3 separate regions of the Zea mays genome follow, and regions 2 and 3 are each linked to region 1. Evidence: chromatin contacts called from public Hi-C data. All regions are on one chromosome and are shown on one strand. The core of a region is the stretch at or near the end of the contact, and the rest is flanking DNA. Distances in the headings are between cores, read along the strand shown. Region 1 holds the start of LOC100281709 (CTP synthase). Region 2 overlaps LOC103637390. Region 3 holds the start of LOC103636131 (zinc finger CCCH domain-containing protein 13).

Region 1 (4,132 bases), core at 1,092-3,591:
GAAACAGCCAACGGTGGCAGGCTGAATCTTTTCCATCTGCTTCCGACAACGGTGGCAGGCTAGAGGCCCGGATAATTCTGCACATGCATAATGGTACTGCAGACTGCAGTGGATCTTACGATGAAACGTAAAGTGACCCAATAAAGATTTGTGGGTTCCATGTGCATGCAGTCAATCAAACGCTCAATGACTTACACTTGCAGATAGCCAATGAATGCCGCAGGTTTGTTAATTCAAAGTAAAAAAAAAGAGAGGGAAAAACAACTTTCTCCCTAGGGAAGTATAAAATCAAACTTTTGACTTGATAGCGCCATTCTGCACATCAGTCTCTAATTGCACCTGCATTAGGGCTCATCTGTCCATTTACCTGATAGATCTTTCCTGTGGTTATATTATTGTCACGGGTCAATTTGATATCCAGAAAACGCTCATAATTTCCAAGGTCCAAATCCACCTTCAAGAAAAATAAAAAGGGAAGGACCCATTAGCCGGAAAGATATATCCACACAGTACCCATTATAGGAGAGCTACTGAAGTCGATCTCAGTGGATAGGTCATCGATGATGCTACCAACAAGTGTTTTTTTTTCCTGTTGAAGAGAGGCAGACAGAAGGATATGCAGGACCAGCGTGTAGCTATCTAGTTACCTCTCCACCATCGTCCAAAACAAACACCTCTCCATGCTCGAATGGAGACATGGTTCCAGCATCAGTGTTGAGGTATGGATCTACAGAGGGGAGTCACAAATGAACAGCCATAAGAAAACTACAGACAGCAGGTGACCATAACTAACAAAACTAAGACCCTGTTTGGAAGCATCCTAGTTTTGAAGAAACCAGTTTTTATCTTTTAGATAGGAGAGGACAGCTTTTTGGTTTTTAAGAAAGTGAGAATCTAATTTCTATAAACTGAGTCATAAACTGGTAAGTTTGGAACCACCTCAATTTCTATAAACCAGCTTCTTAAAAACTGTGTGCTTCCAAACAGTGCCTAAATTGTTTCTTAAACCCTTCACCAACTTTCAGTACAGACAGAACCCTTACAACTAAGTTCTTGAACCAACTAGGACCGAGCAAAAAAAAACTCCCAACCACTTTGGAAATCCGTACTTGCACACTCATCAAATGGAGCAAAATGGGTACTATTCCTTCAGGAAACGTACGTCAAAAGAGATTTAATGGTTGGGGTGACAAAATTGACCTAAACCACTGGGGATTCCGTCTCTTTGAAGGAACTAGGATCGTGACACCTAGTTGAGACTCCGAATGTTGTTAAACACTTGATTTGCCAAAAGAACAGACAAAAGCATCCAACAGAACAAACTCTTAACCACCGAAAACATGGTGTCACGGCTCACTGTTTTTTTTTCTTTTTTGACGTAAAATTGGATCTCACTGCACGCTAAAGCTCATATATGTACAGGAGTAACAAGGCCAAGGCTACAGGGCTAAAACAACAGCAATGAGCAAAAGTTTCCTGCACTCTCAAAACAGGAAGAGCAAAAGCTTCGAACAGACTTGACAGTAGGAATCTGAATCTCTCATTTGACAGTATATTTGGTTCAAGGAATTTCATTTCAAGGCCGTTTTGAGTGAGGAATAATATCAGCCATTGCAGCAGGGAAAACGTTCGTTTGGCAGTTGGACCAAAGAGCGCATTTTATCTCGGGCCGGCCACGAACAAGCAACCAAGCGCATTCAGACGAGGGGTTGCCACGCGGCCATCGCACACCCCGCCCAGACAGCTCCGCGGCATCCCGAAAATGCTGCTTCCTTTGCCCCCCAACAGCGCTTGTTGCACAGCCGAAACGACAAGAAAAAAAGGGAAGCGTTCGGGCCTGGGCTCTGGGCTCAGACCGAGGCTAACCCAGCCAGCAAACGGCGCAACACAACGAGATCACTCGGACCCGGTTTAAAATCCCAGCCTTTCCATCGAAAAATCCGCCCTTTTTTTCCGGATTCTACGCCGGAGGCATTTTTTCCTTTTCGCGCGGAAACGCCAAAGCCGCCCGCTCAAAAGGAAAAGAAATCGTCAGGAAGGAAGGAAGCGAGCGGCGGGGAGGAAGGAATGGCTACCGATCTTGATGGTGGTGACGCGGAGGCCGCAGGCCTTGAGCACGACGCCGATGCTGCTGGCCGTCACGCCCTTGCCGAGGCCGCTCACCACCCCTCCGGTCACCAGCACGTACTTCATGGCCGCTCCCCTTTTGCCGACGGTCCTGGGCTCTGCTCCTGTGCTGTGCAGGACAGGTAGGAGCAACCGAGCAAGACTGCTGCACTACTCACTAGGCTAGTGTGGTGCCAGGGGGGGGGCAAGAGTGGAGCGGAGGCAGGTTCAGGCGCTCTGGGCAAGTTTTTAGGCTGGAATGAGCGGGGGAGACGAGGGGGTTAAATAGAACCTCAGTTGTCTTCAAGGTGCTGGTTGTTGGGATTAAAATCTACATATGCCAGGAGGACTCTCCTAATTTTTTTTTCTTGGAGAATATGTTTCGTCTATTTTATTACCGGAAGCATATCACGCGCGCTGCAGCATGGATCATGAGTAAATTCTAGTGACATGGATTGTACACGTGTATAAATATAAATAAATGCATGTGCTAGTGGATGACGTAGATAGATATGTGTTATAATTGTATACGCAAGTGTTCCGCTGATATGAATGTCCTATCTATCAATATAAATCCAAGGTTTAGAATTATAAGATATAAAGAATATAGATCATATAGATATAAATCATATTCATATAGATGTTGTAATATAAAGACTTTTAGGTCTAATGAACTCTAATGCCCATGGGAGATACTAGTGTCATTGAGACATTAATCCTACATTGCTAACCGAAAGAAAGGATAATCAATCTAAATAATATTTTCAGTGGTATATTGAGATTGAAAATAAAGAAGGTGGAGCCACATGCCACGCGTCGGTCACGCGAGGCGTGTCGTGCCGATCTGATATAATATGATATGTGATGTATATATGATCAACGATGTAAAGTCTATGCCATTGTTAATTACTAGTAACTATTAATTTCATTCGGCACTAGGATAATAATATAATTTATTTGTAGATTAATTCGTCTGTTTGAGTTGACTATTAGTCTCGTCCATCTATAAAAGACTCTATCCTCCCTCCTTGAGAGATATGTGTAAAAATATTAATGCACATGTTAGTGGGTGACCTAGATTAAATAGATATATGCTATAATTGTATATGCCAGTGTTCCGATGATGTGAAATTGTGAATGACTTATATGGAACATGGATTCTGGCAACGCCACGGAGTTGGCTCCTCGTATCGATCCAAATGAATTAGTCTTTCTACAGAGGTCAATCTTTGCCTATTAATAAAGAGAATAACAAGTTCAAAATTTTGTCTTGGTAGGACATGGATTTCTATTACTATGAAATTTATAAATTAGTTAACCATTAGCCTTTTTCTTGTATTTGTTTCTAAGAGACGGAATTTTTCCATTTCATGTTTCAAGGTCTCAAAAAGGCCATGTTTTGAGGTCTCAAAAAGGGCGTGGAAACAGATAGAAACTCTTGAATAGAAATTGAAAAGTAATGTAGCCCCAGTTCCTTCGAAAATGGTAAGATCTTTGGCGCAAAAAGAAGGGGTGATCCATCTTCCATGGTGCCGTTTTCCAATTATGAAGCGTGGCTAAGCGATCCTACTCACATTGGACCCAGTGCTCAGGTAGTTTGGCCAATAGTGAAAGGGAAATGTGCCCTTAGGCCATTTCTAGTATATTTTGGTGATTAAGTGCCCAACACATATCGAGTGAGTAATTATGTGCCAAATGAAGAATGAAGTGCAAATCAACAAGAAGGTATGATTCTAGACTTAGTACATTGGTTTTTGTGTACTAATATATTTGTCTAAGTGCTAGAATCAGAGAAAAGAGAAAGGGAAAAGGAGTTGGCTGGAAGCAGCCAAGACTCTGCTCGGTCTGGCACACCGGACTGTCCGGTGGTGCACTGGACAGTGTCCGGTGCGCCAGGCCAGCTCCAGCGAACTGGCCACTCTCGGGAATTCTCCAGCGGCGTACGACTATAATTCACCGTTCTGTCCGGTGGTGCACCGGACTGTCCGGTGAGCCAAAGGCCGCCAGCGCAACGGTCGGCCGCGCA
Region 2 (4,132 bases), core at 1,019-3,518, 150 kb after region 1:
TTACACTAGACAGAAGAGTTTTTGCTGATGAAGACAATGGACAGAAAGTTAAGGGTTTATAGTTCACTGGTCAAACAAAGATGTACTCAGAAGTGAAAGAAAGAAACTCAACCTAGCAACACCTATGTCAGTATCACTCTGCTAATGCTCGATGCAACTACAGCATGATATGAAAGCACAGCTAGTTTCCAATGACACCAGCATGATGAGACAAGGAAAGTGTAAAGATAACAATAAAATTCAATATACAGAATTGTCAGTGTGTTGACACATTGTCCACAAACAGGAACTTTTATGCAATTGAGCAAGCATAAAAAAGTTCAGCCAATGGTTTAAATTAGTCAGACATCATATAGCTCGTCGATGTTAATACTTAATAAGCACGTTAATTAGAAGAAAACATATTACTATGAAATGCAATTTTTAACTTCTTTAGGGCTTGTTTGGTTAGAAGGGGATTGAAGGGAATTGGAGGGGATTGAGGGGGAAATGAACTAATTTCCCCCTCAATCCCCTCCAATCCCCTTCTAACCAAACAAGCCCTTAATCTGAAAAATTCCCATCACAAACTATTACTGCAGCATATTTCGGACACAATATTAGGGTATCTACAAAAGATAAGTTCAGATCTCCGTCAAACTATGAACAAAGAATTGGAATTGAAGACTGATTAGTGCTACAAAAAAAACAAAAAGGGGAGACGAAGACGAGCGATAATTACTGACCGGTTCACTACGACCATCAATCGATCTCTGCAGAACATGTGCTGTTCCATCATCTAATAAGATACGCACTTGCACTGTGGCGGCAGAAGCAGCACTAGCTGCAGCAGCTGCTGCTTGAGCTGCAGCTGCTGCTGCTTCTTTTGCCTTTTTAGAAGAACCACCTTTCACAACAAGTGGCATTCTTGGGGCCAATGCACTCTCTACTAAAGCATATCTGTCTCGACAGGTGTCCCAGGCAAAAAGCTTCCCTGTGCCTGAATCAACAACTGACCAATCACTTGCTTTGCACACAGCAAAAGAGGGAATATCTGGCCATACAATTGCAACATACCTGAAATGAAAGTATAACACTAATAATTAGAAAATTATTTTTTTAAAATCTGTAGCTAAAATGTCTACAGGTATGTAAGCAATAGGATATTGAAAAACTGAACCAGCCAACAAACCAGACTAATAGGTTTTGTGACTACGTATTCACAGGTTTTTCAAGATATGATCAGCAGACTATAACAAGTAGTAAACAAAAAAAGTATCCAACTAAACCAGGGACCTCATGTGTGTTCTAGGGTAACCATTTTCTTTTCAGAAAACAGGCTCGAGATCAATTTAGGAAACAAGAACTCAGAAATTTTCCAACAGCACTACAGTAAATGCAAAGAAGATTAAAGTATTAACTATTAAGCATAACCAGCACTGACTAGGAAGGTGTCTGTCATCAGTATGACACCAAGGTGTAAGCATACCAGAGAAATTTGTAGAGTTATAGAGAGAAGGATGTAGACTGGAGGCTCAGAGTGCTGACATGGCTAGAAGCACACAAAAAATATAGAGGTTCGGACCACGCAAGCCTAATACCCTACGTTCTCTCTGTGGTGGATGAATTGATAAAAGCGGAGGCAAATATTACATGATCATACATTGTCTAAGCTAGATGACTAACTACCCCCCCCCCCCCCACACACACACACACACCACCACCACCACCACCTTGGTTCTGGTGAAAGTTGTAGTCTAAAGTGCCAAAAATCTAAAAAAAGTCTGGAGTAACAGCCAGATCCCAGTCCAACCTTTTTTCCTCCGAGTCCGACCTAGAAGAAGGGCATGACCACTAGATACTGTGATTGATCCTAGATCTCTGGACCTCAGGTCTCTCGACTTGTGTCCTTATTGGACCTTCTAAACCCCTTTATATATTGCTCAACTCCTCTCTTATATAGCACATGAGAGGACAGTTCTACATCTCTATGTTAATGGTGAGCCCTGCCCAGCAGAGGTCCAACTATTCCTAACTTGTCGTAGTTGCAGAGCCATATGTGGAGCACGTCTTGGTCGTGTCAAAGTCAAAGTATCAAGCATGTCATATGCTGTAGACTGTAGTGGTCAGTGGTCACACCATTGAATATAGCGTAGTTGGTAGACAGTGTAGCAGCTTATACTTTATAATACATTTGGGTATGTCTGCAATCGCAGGTGTGGCTACCATGGCCATGGTTTAAAGGCGGTAAGGCGGAACTAGGCGCTCAGCCACCGCCTGGCGATCGCCTAGGCAATGCCATAGAAGCCAACCAATATATACTGCAGCTATGAACTGCATAATAAGGAAGTAAAATCAGCAGGTCATAGAATATAAATCATCACAATAGTAGATCTGAAATAGCCACAAAGTAGTCTCTAATGGCATAATAGCAAGTTTTGAACACTCTCATCTCACAAACAAGTCACAAAATATAAAATAGCACAATAGCAAATCTGAAATAGTGTCTAGGGGTGGAGTGATAAGAAGGTTGGTCATCTGTCCTCTCATCTTGCCTTAGCTAGGGAGGTCCTTAACCAAATAGAAATTGCTCAAGACATGAGGGTCATGACGCCTCTTGAGGAGTGGCTTAAATGTGTGCTGGCCTATTATCAAGGGTGAGGTAATGGCAGCTGTTTTAGCTGTTTGGAGCAGGAAATTTGACAGCTTTGGTTGTCTAAACACAGCCTATGTAACCCTTATCCCTAAAAAGGAAGGTGCGGAGGAGGTTAAGGACTTTCGTCCTATCAGTTTAGTTCATAGCTTTGCCAAGTTGATCACCAAGGTGCTAGGCTGCTAGCCAATAGGCTGACTGGTAAATTACAGACTATTGTTTCTCCAAAGCAAAGTGCTTTCAACCAAGGTCGGTGTATTCAGGATGATTTCATGCTTGTTCAGCAAACAGCCCGGTTGCTTCATCAACAAAAAAGACCAAGAATGCTTCTTAAGTTAGATATCACAAAGGCCCTTGATTCAGTTTCTTGGCCTTGTTGGAAGTGCTGCAAGTATTAGACTTTGAGCAAATTTGGCGTGATATTATTAGTGGTATGTTGGGTTCTTCCACTAAGGTCCTCTTGAATGGAGTTCCAGAAAAGATCATCCTTCATAAAATGGGGTTAAGACAAGGGGATCCATTGTCTCCAATGCTCTTTATCTTGGTCATGGATGTGCTCGGTGGCATGATTTCCAAAGCTGAAGAGGGGGTGTTGCAGCCCTTATCTACGAGAGTGCTGCAGTACAGAATCTTCCTTTATGCGGATGATGTTGTGCTCTTCCTCTATCCTAGATTCCTAGGGAAAGTGACATCCAGGTGGTTCTTGGCATCCTGCATCTTTTTGGGGAGGCCTTAGGCTCGAAAAATAATGTGCACAAAAGCAGTGTCTATTCGATTTGCTGTGGTGAGCAAGAAATAGAAGTCCTTCAAGAACAGCTTCCATGTGATCTGTCTACCTTCACCTGTAAGTATCTGGGGTTGCCATTATCGTTGAAGAAGCTCACCAGAAACCTAGTGAGCCAAGGCGCACGCCATAAGCCCCTGAAGCAAGGCGGCACCTAAGCGCAGACAATTTTGGCGCCTGGACGCCTAGGTGTTGCCTAGGCGATGCCTTTAAAACAATCACCATGGTAGTTGCACATGCATGTCCTGCATAGTGGCGGCCTGTTTGGTTCAGCTTTTTTCTAAGGAGCTTTTCTGAGAATCTGAGTATCGTGGAAATTACGTACGGAGGAAAGACAGTCCATAGGGTTTAGGATGTAGAAAGTGACGGTTTCCTACTATTGCAACGACTCAGCCGATTATGTGTTCACGTTGATTTGAGACGGTTTTAACTAAAGTGATTCTCATAAAAGCGGGCTGAAAAGCTGGGCATTTGGCAGTCTGCAGCAGCTTCTGGTGGCCAGAAGCTGAAAAAAGCTGAAACAAACAGGGCCAGGTCGCCTGCACCACAGTCATGACTGCATTGATGCCCTTTGACCACAATATTGTACATCGCATTAAATGTGATCGATGGTGCCTCATCTCAATCGCCAGGCACTGTGTGGCCGACAGCCCGACACGTAGCACCGGGGCCATCCTGCCTATGGTCATCATGCAGCACCAAGGCCATACTGTCTA
Region 3 (4,132 bases), core at 533-3,032, 140 kb before region 1:
GGCATCCAACAACCCTCCAGAAGGGTTCAGCCCAACGCAGCCCCGGTCAAGCCGCCCACCTCCATGAGTGTTGTGTTTTCATTGTTTTAGACTTCAGAACTTGTGTATAATACTTATGTCTGTGTTTGATACTTATGTGAGAGCTTGCGACGTTTGAGACTTATGTTTGTGTTTGATACTTGTGTTGAACACTTATGTTTGTGATGGATATTTATGTTTGTGGTGACGGTTGTATGTTTGTGTTGGCTATTTATGTTTGTGATGATATCTGTGATGTATATATGTGATATATATGTGATATCTTTTGTTTGTGTGGATGGAATACAAAAAACAAATAAAAAAGGTATATATTGGTCACTTTGCCGAGTGTAACACTCGACAAAGAGGCGCTTTGCCGAGTGTCAGGGTCAAAACACTCGGCAAAGAGCAAAAACCTGGGCACCGGTTTAGTGACTTTGCCGAGTGTTATGTCTCTGGCACTCAGCAAAGAGGCCGGCTTTGCCGAGTGCCGCACAGAGCACTCGGCAAATAGCCTGACATGGGGACCCTCCCTGGCGGGCTCTTTGCCGAGTGTCCTAGAGGGCACTCGGCAAAGATATATTCTTTGTCGAGTGCTTCTGGAAAGACACTCGGCAAAGACACCGTCTCCGTCACCCGTCACCGTAACGGCCGCTTTTCTTTGCCGAGTGCCCGAGAAAAAGTACTCGACAAAAAAGACTTTGCCGATGCACTGTTTGCCGAGCCTTCTTTGCCGAGTGTCACACTCGGCAAAGACGTTGCCGAGTGTTTTTAAGGCTTTGCCGAGTGCTTCGGGCACTCGGCAAAGCGCCCGTTTCCGGTAGTGACTCACCCTTGCTTATTTGTTGTTTTTCAGAGAAAGAAATCGCTGATCGGGTAAGAGTTACGCCTGTTCCAACCTTGCCCGTGGCTGTTAGACCGCTAATTTGCTTCACTGCGTATATCGGGCTGCTTCAGCCCCACTCTGATGATATGTCCCGAGTTGTGGACCAACTCTTAAAGTTGATCGCCACCTTTATAGGTCTGTCTCGTTTAAGCAGATCTGGAATCATCTGATGTATAAATGTGTTTACTAACCTCATAGAACTAGTAATTATATCATATTTGAGTCCCAGAGGATTAGGGCGCTTCAAACCTCTTGAACGAAAGAACCAAACGAGATGAGAATTTGTAAAACATATGCCGAGGTCCAAAAAAGATCGCAGATTGGGACATGACTCAAAGTGTATGTAATAGGATCATTTAGGGCCCATTTAGATTCACCTGACTAAATACCTGTCCCATCACATCAGATATTTAATACTAGTTAGAAATATTAAATATAATCTAATTATTATAAAACTAATTACACAGATAATAACTAAACATTAAGACAAATTTGCACGATTCGCTAATGTAATGCTACATTAAATATTTTTTAATTATAAATTAATTAGACTTAATAAATTCTGTAATGCTATATTAAATATTTTTTAATTATAAATTAATTAGACTTAATAAATTCGACTCGTCGTTTGTGTTATTCATCTGCGTAACTATTTTTATAATTATACCGTATTTAATATTCATAATTTATATTCAAACATCGACTAATCATTAGTAAATGAAACAAACATTCCATTAGTCTATTCTCATCCTGCGTTACATATTTGATTTTGACACTTGAATTTGGAGGAGGTGAACTCCCTTCCAAAATTGGAACCTGCTCAACGCAGCCCGAAAGACACCCGCGTCGGCGCGCCTCGACTCCTTTCTCTCGTGCCCAATCCGGCCGCGCGCCCCTTCGGCCGCGCCGCACCGCACCGCAGCGAAGCAAACCACCACCAGGCCGGGACCAAATCCCAACTAAACCCGTCCCGGCAACCCTCCAAATCCAAAGCCGGAAAATCAACCAACAATTTTCCTTCCCCATTTTCTCCACCCACGAACTCGTCGTCTCTCATCCCCGGCCGCCACCGCCTCCCCTCCGTTCTCGCACCCCACCAAAACCCTAGCCGCCGTACCCCAGCGCGCTCGCGGTCCCCTCTCCCCGCCGCCACGTCTGTCTAGATCCGCGCGCGCCCTAGGGCTTCAAGGGCCCCGCGTCGCCAGCTTCCGCATCTGGGCTGGTAGTTTTTCAGTTAGGGTTGGCCCGCCATGCCTCGGAGCTCGCGTCACAGGTCGCACCGGTCCCACAGGCGAGGAGGGTCCGCTGACCGGTCGGAGTCAGATGGCGAGGAGTCGGCTCCGGTCGCCGGCGCGCGCGAGGAGGCCGCGGCGGCTAGGGTTTCCAGAGATCCCGAGCCTGAGAGGCGCCGCTCGTCCTCGGGACAGGAGGCCGTGAGATCAGGGAACGGGTACGCTGAGCACGGGAAGAAGAGGAAGGAGAGGGTTGAGGAGGCCGTGGTTGATGTGGTCAGCGACCGGTGGAACAGTGGCGTCTGTGACGATCACCTGGTCGACAAGAGGTCCAAGAGCGAGACCTTTGGGCATGCTGAAGTGGAGAAGCTGGCCGACAGGTCCAGGGGATCAGGGGATGAGTCCAAGAGGTCAAGCAGACGAGCAGTGGCTGTGGATGACAGGGCTGAGGAGGTTCTGTCTAAGAGTGACTCTGGGAAACGGAGGTCAGAGAAACAGAAGGATGTGGGGAGGAAGGAGAGTACCGGGCATTATAAGGATAACAGAGATAGGGAGAACGAAAGGGAAAGGGGGGAAGAATGGGAGCGGCAGAAGGAGCGAGATAGGGGAAGGAGTAGGGATAGAGAGCGTGAGAAGGAAAGAGCACGAGAGAAGGAGAGGGAGAGAGAACGGGAGCGTGAGAAAGATAGGGACCGAGAGCGGGACAGGGAGCATGAGAGGGAGCGTGATAGGCAGAAGGAGCGGGAGTGGGACAAGAAAGATCATGATTCCAAGCACGAGAGGTATGAGGATGGCGGGAGCAGGAAGAGTGGCTTGAAGATGAGTAGGACGGAACAGGAGGCCTACTCATATAGGAGAGATACAGATGTCAATGGTGAGTAGCCCATTTTCTACATGTTCTCAACAATACCAATAGCATTCCTGCTCTATGTACGATTATACGTCATGTTCCTACTGCAATGTGTTACAGTTTTCTTATCCTGATTTCATTTAGAGTTTTGCATGATGCTATCATTATTTTAAATAGTTCTAGCATATATTAATAAATGTGCTGGAAATGGTTGTAACCTGTGGAGTTCATAGTTTTCCTACTTTTGCGTTGTTTTCTATCACACTGAACGATTTAATATCCATGTTTCCCTTTGCTACATTAAACTCTGTTATGCTTATTATATATAGCTTACAGCATGGTATCTTGTTGCAAATTTATATGAAAATTGAAACCATATTTCTTGTTCTGATCTATTGCCTTGATAGTCCTGGCCTCCTGGGCCTATCTCAGTGAAGCAGATGGATAGTATACTTGAAAGAGCTATTTTGCTCTATGCCGAACTGTTTTTACCTATGTACTTGTTTTACCTGAACACTACTTATTTGAGTTTTATTATATGTTTTTGGGTTGTTTTCTTTTCTTTTCTTTTCTTTTGCTGATATTGCCTTCTAAACTACTACTTTTTGAGGCAGAAATTTCAGCGAAAGAGAAGTACAATAATCCTGATATGCAAGCTGAAAAACACAGCCGAAGAAAAGATGATTCTGAAGATACAGATAAGTGGTCCACTGACAATAGAGACAGTGATGACAGAAAGACCCTGTCCAGATATGAACATGGTAAATCTAGGAGCTCTAAGGAACAAAGGTTTGATGACGACAAGTATAAGGAAAAGTACAAGGATGATTACGTAAGGGATAAGAGGCAACATGACGACAAGTTTTCTAATGAGCGAGTGGCCCGTAGTCATGAAAGTGATAGAGCTGAATATAAGAGTGCTAAAGATGGACGCAGAAGCTCAGAGAGCCATTACAGAAAGGATGCAGTTCAAGATGTTGATCATTATGAGGATTACAACAATAGGTACAAGGAAAGTAGAGGGAAAAAACGACCTCCTGAGGAAAATGATGACCAATATGATTTAAAGCCTCCAAGCACACGTGATCAACGTGTGCATTTGGAAAAATCTTCAGGCAGTGGGCGTCTGGATTCTCTGACTGAGAG

The links. A called contact is a pair of places that touch in the nucleus more often than the background predicts.
Region 2: a Hi-C map of endosperm shows a contact between it and region 1, with 1.8 times the contacts expected there. The contact joins the enhancer-like site here to the promoter of LOC100281709 in region 1. A contact is called at or near these places in 7 of 25 Hi-C or Micro-C datasets (bundle sheath, ear, endosperm and 3 more).
Region 3: a contact with region 1 is called in a Hi-C map of leaf, with 5 times the contacts expected there. The contact joins the promoter of LOC103636131 here to the promoter of LOC100281709 in region 1. A contact is called at or near these places in 2 of 25 Hi-C or Micro-C datasets (leaf and leaf mesophyll).

Annotation. Positions count from the first base shown.
Region 1 is chr8:151,468,009-151,472,140 of Zm-B73-REFERENCE-NAM-5.0, reverse strand. LOC100281709 (CTP synthase) reads right to left here and starts at 2,341. Exons shown (of 21, transcript NM_001154629.2): 1 at 2,076-2,341; 2 at 648-727; 3 at 368-454. The coding sequence starts at 2,193.
Region 2 is chr8:151,322,212-151,326,343 of Zm-B73-REFERENCE-NAM-5.0, reverse strand. LOC103637390 reads right to left here. Exons shown (of 21, transcript XM_020542492.2): 12 at 726-1,056. Among protein-coding and RNA genes, the nearest start is that of LOC103637390, 14 kb to the right of the region's middle. Within about 2 kb of position 2,268, at least 2 of the 20 cell types and tissues checked have an H3K27ac peak or open chromatin away from gene starts, as enhancers often do. A contact at or near this core is called in endosperm, where this site is marked.
Region 3 is chr8:151,607,251-151,611,382 of Zm-B73-REFERENCE-NAM-5.0, reverse strand. It overlaps LOC103636131 (zinc finger CCCH domain-containing protein 13), which reads left to right and starts at 1,782. Exons shown (of 5, transcript XM_008658490.3): 1 at 1,782-3,010; 2 at 3,601-4,132. The coding sequence starts at 2,155.